Linked DNA regions of Sus scrofa: region 1 is linked to region 2. A link is a contact called in public Hi-C data. All regions are on one chromosome and are shown on one strand. The core of a region is the stretch at or near the end of the contact, and the rest is flanking DNA. Distances in the headings are between cores, read along the strand shown.

Region 1 (5,609 bases), core at 1,887-4,386, 34 kb before region 2:
TGGGAATCCCAGCAGAAGGCCCCTGGGCTCTGAACGACCCCAGATCTGCAGCTGCCTTCCTGCTAACAGATGTCCCCGCGGCAGCTGCTCCCCCCCAAGAACTCACAGCAGCGCTGGGCTCCGTGGCCCTGAGGCTCAAATATGGGGGAAAAGGAATTCCAGACACCAAACATGACTGTCATGCATGCTTCTCCACCTCTGGACAGTAACTGCCAAAGAGAATCGATCTCTGGAGCCCCCCGAGATTGCCACTCTGTGAAGGCATGTCAGCCGGCAGGGAGCTGTCTGCAGATGGGAAGCAAAGAGATTCAGGGGGTCACAGTGCTGTCACTTCCTTCTGAGGGGTCCTCCAGGCTCAAGTTCAACTCTTGAGTCTACACTTTGAGAGCGGAAGGCCTGAGGACCCGAAGCCAGAGCAGAGGAGTGAGCAGAAGGTTATGAGAGCCACACCAGCGGGGGAACAGCTGAAGGCCCTGGAGGTGTTTCTCTTGGATCGAGGAAGCTGGACCCTTGAAAAGAGAGGAACAGATTGCCTTACTCTGCGTCTGACCCCCTAGCCCTGCAGTTACCACATCATTGTGAAAGCACCTGCTTCTGAGCCCTCGGCCCTCCCCAGAAACACGGCTCCTTAAAGGGAGTCTGCCTGTGAGTCACTTCTGAGGCACCAGCAACTAAGCCACCGCCAGGACACCGCAAACTGCTGAACTGAAAGAAATGACAGGAAGGCCCATTGTGGCTCAAGAAAGGGAAGTGCTTTCTAACAATCCCAGCTGCCTCCAACCGGCCAGGATATTAAGGAGGAAGCATCCTGACAGGGAAGGGGCTGGTATGAGAACAGAATGCTCTCATGCCAGCAGAAAGATGCAGGACAAAGTGGCCCCCTGAGATTTCTGCCAGTTCCAGGACCCCACCTCCTGAAGCAGGGAGGGGAGCCGTCAGGGGAAGAAATAGAGGCCAACAGAGCACCTGCTCCAGGCCAGACACTCACACCCAGTCACCACCTTGTTGTGACGCAGGCACTCTCATTACTCCCGATTGACAGTCGGGGAATCTGAGGCTCAGGGAGGTTCAATAACTTATCAAAGCCATAGAACAGCAGGAGGTAGAACTGAAACGCAAACCAAGACCGCCAGGCTGCCCACCTGGGCTGAGGGAGAACTGCCCTCCTGGGCCATGCAGAAGGCAGCTCCAGCCCTTTGCAGCTGAGGGTTCTCTGAGGGCAATAATATTAATTGGCTTCATCTCCTGCTGATGCGAAACCCTCCTCAAAAGCACGTTTACATCTATAAGCCCGAGAGCCCGCAGCCAGCAGATCCAGCTTGAGGGAAATACGGTGGGTCTGGAGCCAGCTTGTTCTGGGAAAGCCTGGGGGTTGCCCTCCCCTCCTAGACCCCACCCGAGGGACACAAGAGGCTCTGGGAGGGGTGTGGAAGGCTCTCCTGAAGGAGGTAACATCTGAGCAAAGCCTGACATGATAAACCAGACAGGGGAGGTGGCAGTGTGGCACGGCACGGGGGAAAGGACATTCGAGAGGAGGCAGCGAGAGCAAAAGCAAAGAAGCAAGAAGTGTGCAGAGACTCACAAGCAGCTTGGGGCCGCCAGAACATAAAACTTAAATTGAACAGTGGAAGGACATAGGGATGAAAGCGAGAAGCAGGGACGCCGCTAAATTATAAAGGACTCTGAATGCGGGCTAAAGAATCTGGACCTGATTTATCCTGCGGGCAAGAAGGAGCCACTGAAGGGTTTTACACAGAACAGTGAGAAAATCAAACCTGGGCATTAGGAAGAATGCCATGGTGGCAGCGGAAAAGGCTGAGCTGCTGCTGGCTGTGCTAAGGGAGGTGTGAAGGCGTGTGGAGGAATGCACGTGTAGTTCAGGCTGGCGTGTGCTTCAAGGCTCCTCTACCGTAATTCCCCACCTGGGCTAAACTTTCCATGCCCTGGGCCCCTGATCCTACTCACACTGCCAGTGATCCAGACCTGCTCTATAGGCTACTGGTTTGGTGGTGCCTCCCCCACACCTTTCTGATAGGAAGGAAAAGGTTAATCACTAAACACACTCCGTGCCAGGCCCTCTGCTGGGTCCTTTACACAAATAATCTCACTTGCGCAACCAACAACCCTACGAGGGAGGTGACTATTGGTGCCTCGGTTTTGCAGATGAGGAAATCCAGGCAAAGAGCCGGAGGAAGACTGCCAGAGGTCACCCAGCTACTAAAGAGAGGAGTCAGGTGTGAACCACCTTCTACCTCCTGGCAGACACGGCGGTTAACCACTTCCAGGAGGAGTGGAGAGGGAGGGATGAAGGTGGGCTTCTGCAAAGACCTCGGGGAAAATGGTGGGACTAAAAAGGCCGGACCCCTAACAACAACAGCAGTGGGAATCCCGCCCCCCAAAAGTGGAATCAGGGGGGCCCCCGCCCTCGGCAGCCTTCAGCTACCAGGAGAGAAACCCGGGCAGGGACCGGAAAACTCCCACTAAACAGACGGTGAAAAGACCTCCAAGCTGGGTTGGGGGAGGTGGGCGGAGACGCAGTGAAGGGGCGGGGCTTGGACGCGGCGAACATTCTGGGGCGGGGCTGACTAGGGGGCGGGGCTCTCTGGCCGGACCAAGTCCAGGACCTGCGGGACCCCAGGAGCGGGTGGGCCGCGAGGGGGCGGGGCTGCAAGAGGGGCGGGGCCACAGCTGCGCTTGCTGCCCACGACTCGCTCCGTCACCTCCCCACGATCGGACCCAACCCCCGCTCCATACCCTGGCTCCGGCAGGACTGATCCGGGATCTCGATGGTGTAGTCCAGCTGGGCCGAGGCCATCGTGAAGCCGCGGGCCCTCAGCTCGGGCCTCTCGCCGGAACTCACGCTCGCAAGTCCGCGCCTCACCAGGGCGCCTCCTGGGCGCCGCCCAATCACCACCCACCTCCCTCGACGCTGCCCAATCCCTGAGCTGCGCTCTGTGACCTCCCGCCCTAGCAACCACCGAGTCTCTTTCAGAGCCTCTCGCTGCAACCGGCTAGCTCGGCCATAGCAACAGCGCCCCGCCCCACTCTATCCCTGGCCCACCGCCATTGGCTGACTCTCTTGATCTCGGTCAAGTATTGGCCAGCCAAGACGCCGGTCAGGAAGAGTCGCTACCGTCCTGCGTCGGTAAGAGTCTGCGGGAGAGCTGCTATGTTCTGGGGATGGGAAAGGTTTCCCGTCCCAACCGCGTGTTATCCTACGAAGGGGACAGCAGTGTCCTTTGAGTTACATTAGCTAGCTGCCTCTACTGTCTTCCACCAGCCGCAACTCCGAGGGCTGGAGGTAGAAAACCGTACAAAACGGCCAAAGGGGTGCGTGCTAGCCCATCCGCCCCCCCGGTGGATGGAGGCATATTTTGGCTGCTGGGTGGGTGGGATGCAGAGGAGGTGGTATCTCCTGGGAAGACTTTAGAGAATGTCCTGTTCGTGCGGGACAAAAGGGGTTAAGCAGTACAGTTTTCTTACATTTATTCCCGCACTTAAAAAATGTTTCCTGGAGTTCCCGTCATGGCGCAGTGGTTAACGAATCCGACTAGGAACCATGAGGTTGTGGGTTCCATCCCTGGCCTTGCTCAGTGGGTTAAGGATCCGTAGTTGCCGTGAGCTGTGGTGTGGGTTGCAGACGCGGCTCGGATCCCGAGTTGCTGTGGCTCTGGTGTAGGCGGGTGGCTAGAGCTCCGATTAGACCCCTAGCCTGGGAACCTCCCTATGCCGCGGGAGCGGCCCTAGAAAAGGCAAAAAGACAAAAAAAAATCCTGAGCACCTGTTTTGTAGGTGGACTCTAGTGAGGATTACATTTCTTGGCCTTGACTTCCATAAGTCTTGAGCAGGAGTCAACTGTAATTCTGTGCAAGGGATAAAATACTACATAAGAGTAGGCCCTAAGGATTTTAGCAGCTCAGGATAAAAAGGGGCATTTATGGCAGTGTGGATGCCTCTTAAGCTGGGCTTTGAAAGATGCTGGGAGATACGAATCCTTGCAGGACTCAGAGAGAGGAAAGTGAGAAGCTATACCAGGAATTATGAGCATCTCTGGACAGAAGAGAGACAATGGGAGAGCAACCTTGGAAGAACAGGTAGGCCCAGATCCTGGAAGGTCTTTGATGTCAAGCTCAGCTCTGAGCTTATGGGTAAATCTTACTGATGGAAAAATTTTCCAGTGCATTTACACCGATGAGCACAAGAGCTTAGACTTTATTCTGAGGACAATGGGGAGTCTGCAGGGCTTTAAGCAAAATAGTAACAATCAGATTTGTGTCTTTGTTTTTCTTGGCTATGCCTGTGGCATGTGAAAATTACCGGGGCTGGAATTGAACCTGCGCCACAGCAGTGACTCTATGGTGACAACACCGTATCCTTAACCTGCTGTGGCCACAAGAGAACTCCAGATTTGTTTTAGAAAGATCAATGACAAGAATGGATTGGGGGTTGGGAGGAGGGAGACCAATGAGGAAGTTGTTTCAGTAATTGTTTCAGTAAGGATTGTGGTAGCCAGAAGCTTGGAGAACTAACAGGAATGAAGAGGAAGGGATGGATTCCTTAGTCACTTATGAGTTTAAAGAACTGAACTTGGCGACTGGTTGGATGTGGGGTAAGTGGGAAGAATGGAGAATGACGTCTAAATTCCTGGCTTGGGCAAACAGCGTTTTTAAGAGAGGGTCAGCTCTGGGCATGGTGAGTTTGCGGCGCCAGTGGGTCATCCAGGTGGAAGTGTCCAGGAGTCCTGGACTGGAATTTGCAAGATAAGTCTAAACTGGAAATAAAAATGGGTAGTCTGTGGTGCCTTATAGATGGCAGTCACACCAGTGGATGGATTCGGGGCTTGCCCAGAGGGTATATATAAAATAAGAAGAGAAGCGGGCCTCGAACAAAGCCCTAAGAAGCACCCATATTTGAGGTTCTGGCAAAGACGGTTGAATCTGCAAAGGTAATTGAGATGAAGTGTCTAGAGCAGTTAAATAATCAGTAGTAGAAGAACGTGGTTTTCCAGAAACCAAGGGAGGAAAGTGCTGGAGGCTGATGACTAATCAAGTGAAATAAGGCCTGAAAAAAATCCACTGGTTTTAGAAACAAGGAAGTGGTAGTTAACCTTTGTAAAAGCAGATTCAGTGGAGTGCTGGGAGCAGAGGTTGCATTACAGTGAGTTGAGAAGGGCGTGGGAAGGTGAAGAAGTGAAGGCTGCGCTTTCAAGAAGTTTGACTCTTTGGGAGAAAAGAGAGAAAGCAGTAGCTGGAAGGAGAAACAAGTTTTTATTCAAATGGGAGAGATGCCGTTGGCATGGATCCAGCAAAGAGGAAAAAGATAATATTATAGGGGAGAGGAGATAACTGACAGAATGGCACCCCCAGAAAAAGAATAAGGTAGGGAATCCAAAGCACTGATGGAGAAGTTTGTTTAAAGGGATATTTGTGGAGTTCCCATCGTGGCTCAGTGGTTAATGAATCTGACCAGCATCCGTGAGGACGCAGGGTCGATCCCTGGCCTTGCTCAGTGGGTTAAGGATCCAGCCTTGCCGTGAGCTGTGGTGTAGGTCGCAGGCGTGGCTTGGATCCCGCGTTGCTGTGGCTGTGGTGTCGACGGGCAGCTGCAGC
Region 2 (5,793 bases), core at 776-3,275:
TGTCTTTCTGGCTCATTTCACTCAGTATGAGATTCTCTCTTGTTCCATCCATGTTGCTGCAAATAGCATTACGTCATTCTTTTTTATGGCTGAGTAGTATTCCGTTGTGTATATATATCACATCTTCCAAATCCAATCATCTGTCGATGGACATTTGGGTTGTTTCCATGTCCTGGCTATTGTGAATAGTGCTGCAATGAACATGCGGGTGCATGTGTCTCTTTTAAGTAGAGCTTTGTCCGGATAGATGCCCAAGAGTGGGATTGTGGGGTCATATGAAAGTTCTATGTATAGATTTCTAAGGTATCTCCAAACTGTTCTCCATAGTGGCTGTACCAGTTCACATTCCCACCAGCAGTGCAGGAGGGTTCCCTTTTCTCCACAGCCCCTCCAGCACTTGTTATTTGTGGATTTATTAATGATGGCCATTCTGACTGATGTGAGGTGGTATCTCGTGGTAGTTTTGATTTGCATTTCTCTTATAATCAGCGATGTTGAGCATTTTCTCATGTGTTTGCTGGCCATCTGTATATCTTTGAAGAACAGTCTATTCAGGTCTTTTGCCCGTTTTTCCATTGACTGATTGGCTTTTTTGCTGTTGGGCAAAGCCTATGCTTTTAATATACAGCACGTGGCAAGTGTTTCCAGAATATTTCCTTTGCTGCTCCTACTGTGGTTCCAAGAAGGGAGAGTCTGTTTTTCACAGGGGAGATCAAGGAGGGGTCACCAAGAAGGCATTGTTGGTGCTGAGCCTTGGAGAGGGGGATTAGAGAGGCAGAAACCGAAGAGGGCAGGAGTTCCCATCGTGGCTCAGTGGTTAGCAACTAGCATCCAAGAGGACGCGGGTTCGATTCCTGGCCTTGCTCAGTGGGTTAAGGATCTGGCGTTGCCCTGAGCTCTGGTGTAGATCACAGACTCTGCTCGGATCCCATTGTGGCTATGGCTGTGGTGGAGGCCGGCAGCTGGAGCTCTGATTAGACCCCTAGCCTGGGAACCTCCATATGCTGTGGGTGCAGCCCTAAAAAGACAAAAAAAAAAAAAAAAAAAAAAAAAAGACCAAACAACAACAACAAAAGAGAGCGGAAGAAGGCATTCTGGAAAGAGGATTGATCTAAACAGAGGCCCACGTTGCTGCAACATGGATGGACCTAGAGATTATCATACTAAGTGAAGTAAGTCAGACAAAGACAACTATCATGTAATATCACTTATATGTGGAATCGAATTTAAAAATGATACAAAAGAACTTATTTAGGGCGTTCCGTTGTGGCTCAGCAGTAATGAACCTGACTGGTATCCATGAGGATTCGGATTCGATCCCTGGCCTCGCTCAATGGGTTAAGGATCCTCCTGGGTGTGGAGAGTGAGAGGGCAGAGGGAAGGGGGAGGGGGCAGGGCCGAGGAGCCCAAGGCAGGGAGGCCCAGCAGACGAGCAGGGTCTGGCGGCCTTGCCTGTGGGGACTCCTGTGTCCAGGATGAGAGGTTGAGCCCCAGCTCCAGGGAGCCTGGAGCAGCTGAAGGTGGCGGCAGGTAGGGGGTTAAGGCGGGATGCAGGTGAGATCCTGGGGAAGGCCTGGACGCCCACTCCCAGTCTAGACTGGTTTTCAGAGGCGGCGATGAAATTGAACCTTGTCTTTCCTTCATCAGCCCCGTCAACTTTGTGTTGTTGGATCCCCGCAGGGAGTATGTGGACCCCAATGTTGAAAAGTCACGCTGTCTTGGAATCTAAGCTGCCATCTGTTACCACCTGGAGCAGAGTCTCCTAGCTGGGGAGGGGTGGCCAGTGATGGGGTGGGGTGGTGAAAGTCAAGATCGGGGCCAGCAGCAGAGAGGTGTCGCTGGCCTTGGAGCAGGGGGGTGAGCTGGCCCTGGGATCGTGTCCGGAGGCTGAATCACACAACCCCCAGGTGGCGCTGTGACCCTCCCTCCCCTCACCCCACCTGCAGGTGGCAGAGTGGCCCTCCTACTCATCTGTCACTTCGCAGCTTACGCAGTTCTTTGCCAAGGGCTTCCGTGACCTGCCTTCACCCCGCCCCAGTGGCAGCCTCCTTCCTTTGTTCCACCTCCCGCCCCCTCCCCTCCAGCCCCTCCCTGGGACCAGTTATCTCCGGAACGGTCTCTGCCCTGGTCATAATAGCCTGTGCATAGTTTCCGGCAGCTCTGGCAGTTATCGTCCTTATGTCCCAGCACAGCCCCCAGCTTGGTCCTTGGTGTGTGTTTGCTGAGGGAGGGAGGGAGTCCTGCACACACACACTGTGCCAGTGACTGCTCGCCCGCCTGCCTTGCCCTCTGAGCAGCCTCAGGGCAGGGACTAGGTCTGATTCGTCTCTTTTTCCCGCTCAGGGTCTGGCAGATAAAGAGTGGTGCTCAGTAGAAGTTGGTTGATTAAACTTATGGGGGGGGACTATGGCTTAGTTTCAGTTTTGCTGTTGAACCCCGCCAGAGTGAACTGGCCCAGCTTCTTCCCATATCAAGCCCCATCTAAAGCCCCCCTGCATTTGTTACATAACAAACCACTCTGGCAGAGGCAGCCTGAGCATGAAGCTTTGTCATGTCTTTTTGGTTGGATGTCTGCAGGTGCAATAACAGTGAGACTGTGCACCCCAAAATAACTTCCCATATGCCAGACTCATAACCAGTGTTCAGGAAATGTGCGTTAAATGAAAGAATTATTCTTTTTTACCAGGCACTTGCAAATAGTCTTCGTGGAGTTCCCTTTGTGGCTCAGCGGGTTAAGACCCCAACACAGTGTCCATGAGGATGTGGGTTCAATCCCTGGCCTCACTCAGGGGATTAAGGATCTGTTGTTGCCACAAGCTGCATCATAGGTCTCAGATGTGCCGCGGATTCCGTGTTGCCGTGGCTGTGCCGTAGGCCAGCAGCTTCAGCTCAGATTCAACCTCTAGCCCTGGCCTGAGAACATCCCTACCGCGGCAAAAAGGAAAGAAAAAAAAAAAAGTCTTGGGAATATAGCGCATGCATATGCAGGGATAGTCCACTAGGGGGAACTATTTCACACTATTTCACCACCGTTTGGGCGGCAACAGTCAAGGAAGGCAGGTGATATGGCTGAAGGGACTAACCTTAATAAGGGCAGGATTGATTTGGCTTTTTAAAAAAAAAAAAGCAGGAGTTCCCATCCTGGCTCAGTGGTCAACGAATCCACGGTTGTGGGTTCACTCCCTGGCCTCGCTCAGTGGGTTAGGGATCTGGCGTTGCTGTGGCTGTGGTGTAGGCCAGCAGCTGTAGCTCCAATTCGACCCCTAGCCTGGGAACCTCCATATGCCCTAAAAAGACCAAAAAAAAAAAGTCCCTGGCCCCTCTCAGCGGGTTAAGGATCCGGCGATGCTGTGAGCTGCGGTGTATTTGTAGACCCTGCTCAGATCTGGCATTGCTGTGGCAGCTCCCAGTAGAGCCCTAGCCTGGGAACTATCATATGCTGTGAGTGCGGCCCTAAAAAGACACAAAAATAAGTAGATAAATAAAAGAAAAAGAACAAAGAAAAAAATCAGATATTGGAGTTCCCATTGTGGCTCCACCAGTTAAGGACTCAGTATTGGCTCTGTGAGGATACAGGTTTGATTCCTTGCCTCACTCAGTGGGTGAAAGAGTCAGCGTTGCTGCAAGCTGTGGCACAGGTCGCAGATGTGGCTCCAGCTTGACCCCTGGCTCAGGAACTTCCATATGCCACAGATGGGGCCATAAAAAGAAAAGAAAATTAGATAGACAGAAAGACAGACAGACAGAACATCTGTGGGGTGCCAGGTACCATACCAAGTACTGGGTGTGTGTGTGTGTGTTTGAGGAGGAAAAGGACTGGTTTGGAAGGACGAAGGTAAGGGGGCTGTGCTCTCCACCCCAAGTGCTGGTGGGGTGGGGTTGACAGCCTTCTGCTGAGAAGGCTCCAGGGAAAGTGGATTTTCAGGGAGAGCCCCTGAAAACAGGCCGTGGAGGGGCTCGTGGGGCCTGGCGACTCTTTCCCTTGCAGTGGGTGCCGTGGTGCAGGAGCCAGGAGACCTCACCGCCTTTTCCGTGGCCGGCTCCACCTTCTCCACATCTCCCGACCTGCCTGACGGGTCACCCACCTTCTCTGCTCTCTTTCCCGTTACAGTGAAGTGTCCCTGCTCCCGTCACAGGCCATCTGTCTTTTAAATTAAATGAGATTTAAAAGACATGTGTCCCTACCCCCACCCCCACCCCACCCCCCAAAAAAAGGTTTAGGGATGCGCACCCCTCCTTGCCCCAGGCTCCCTCCAGCTCCTCATTTTTTCATTGTCCTCCTCTCTCAGATGCGTTCGGCCCCAGATGCCAGATCCTTTAACCCACTGCAGCCCACTGGGGATCGAACCTGCACCTTCACAGCGTCCCCAGCCCCAGAAGTCAGCCCCTTAACCCACTTCACCACAACAGGAACTCCTATGGTACTGCTTCTAGTTTTCCTCCTGCCATCTGGTCTTGCCAGGTCTCCTTTGCTAATGGCTCCTGGTTCTCTACCAGGCTGCGGGGTCAGGCTCCTGGCCATCTCTTTAGCAGCGCCTTCTCCCTGTGTGGTTTGTCGAGTTCCCTGGCTTTCCATCACCATGTGTACGTTACATATATTCACCTACCAGGTCTGCATCTCTGGCCCCGATCTCTACCTTGAAATCTCCGTCAATGTCTGCTAGACATCTGAAATTTACAGACAAGGAGTTCCTGTTGTGTTTCAGTGGGTTAAGAACCCAACTAGTATCCATGAGGGTGAGGGTTCGATCCCTGGCCTCGCTCAGGGGGTTAAGGATCCAGTGTTGCCGCAAGCTGCGGTGTAGGTCACAGATGCAGCTCAGGTCGAGCATTGCTGTGGCTGTGGTGTAGACAGCAGCTACACCACAGCCACAGCTCTGATTCAACCCCTGCTCCAGGAATTTCCATATGCCCCAGGTTTGGCCATAAAAAGAAAAACAATGAAATTTATAGCCAAATAAGGACTCTTTATTTTCTCCCCCAAACTTGTTCTTTCTCCTATTTTTCATAAAATGTACCACCACCAGCTGAACTGTTCAAGTAAAAAGTGTCAGGCTGGAGTTCCCTTTGTGGCTCAGTGGGTTAAGAATCCAACTGGTATCCATGAGGATGTGTGTTCGATCCCCGGCCTCGCTCAGTGGGTTAAGGATCTGGCGTTGCTGTGGCTGTGGTGGAGGCCAGCAGCTGCAGCTCCAGTTCAGCCCCTAGCCTGGAAACTTCCATATGCCACGGGTGCAGCCCTAAAAAACAAACCAAAAAAAAAAAAAATTAAAATTTTAGAATTCCTTTTAATGATGATCCCATTCAAACTAAAATGGTCAAAATTAAAAATTAAGGGAGGCCTTCCCCAAAGTGGTCCTGCCTGGAATTTATCCCCATGTATAATGGCCGTGAAGTGAAAAATGGCCGTTTCCTCCCGGGGGCATGACTGTTCCAGGAATTAGTGGCAGACGGGGACTTCATCACGGCAGGCAGGCTGCAGCCACAGAGGTACTCCCTCCCTGGGCTTCCTCCCTGGAGAAGAGAAGTGCTAAAGTCACAAAGTTTTTTGGAAAGAGAAATTAACTCGGGGATTTGAAATATATATGTGTGTGTGTGTGTGTGTGTAAATATATTAGCGTCTGTGACAAATACATTATCGTCTTAGGAGCATAAAAATGTCTATGGATGTCTTAATTAGAAACAGAGCAGTTGTTGTAAATGAATCTGCCAAATGCATGCTTTACCAAAAATCAATGGGCCAAATGACCAGTTTACTGAGTGCCCAGTTCACCAATTGACTGGAAATGCGTT

The links. A called contact is a pair of places that touch in the nucleus more often than the background predicts.
Region 1: a contact with region 2 is called in a Hi-C map of liver, with 5 times the contacts expected there. The contact joins the promoter of C6H1orf228 here to the enhancer-like site in region 2. A contact is called at or near these places in 1 of 5 promoter capture datasets (liver), 4 of 47 Hi-C or Micro-C datasets (adipocytes, embryonic fibroblasts and liver) and 1 of 2 datasets of contacts at active chromatin or transcription factors (skeletal muscle).

Annotation. Positions count from the first base shown.
Region 1 is chr6:166,642,528-166,648,136 of Sscrofa11.1, reverse strand. C6H1orf228 reads left to right here and starts at 3,136. Exons shown (of 18, transcript XM_021096783.1): 1 at 3,136-3,330; 2 at 4,002-4,094. TMEM53 (transmembrane protein 53) reads right to left here and starts at 3,034. Exons shown (of 3, transcript XM_003482099.4): 1 at 2,755-3,034. The coding sequence starts at 2,815.
Region 2 is chr6:166,607,198-166,612,990 of Sscrofa11.1, reverse strand. All of the region lies in intron 7 of C6H1orf228, which reads left to right. Among named protein-coding and RNA genes, the nearest start is that of KIF2C, 32 kb to the right of the region's middle. Within about 2 kb of position 2,025, at least 42 of the 83 cell types and tissues checked have an H3K27ac peak or open chromatin away from gene starts, as enhancers often do. A contact at or near this core is called in liver and skeletal muscle, where this site is marked.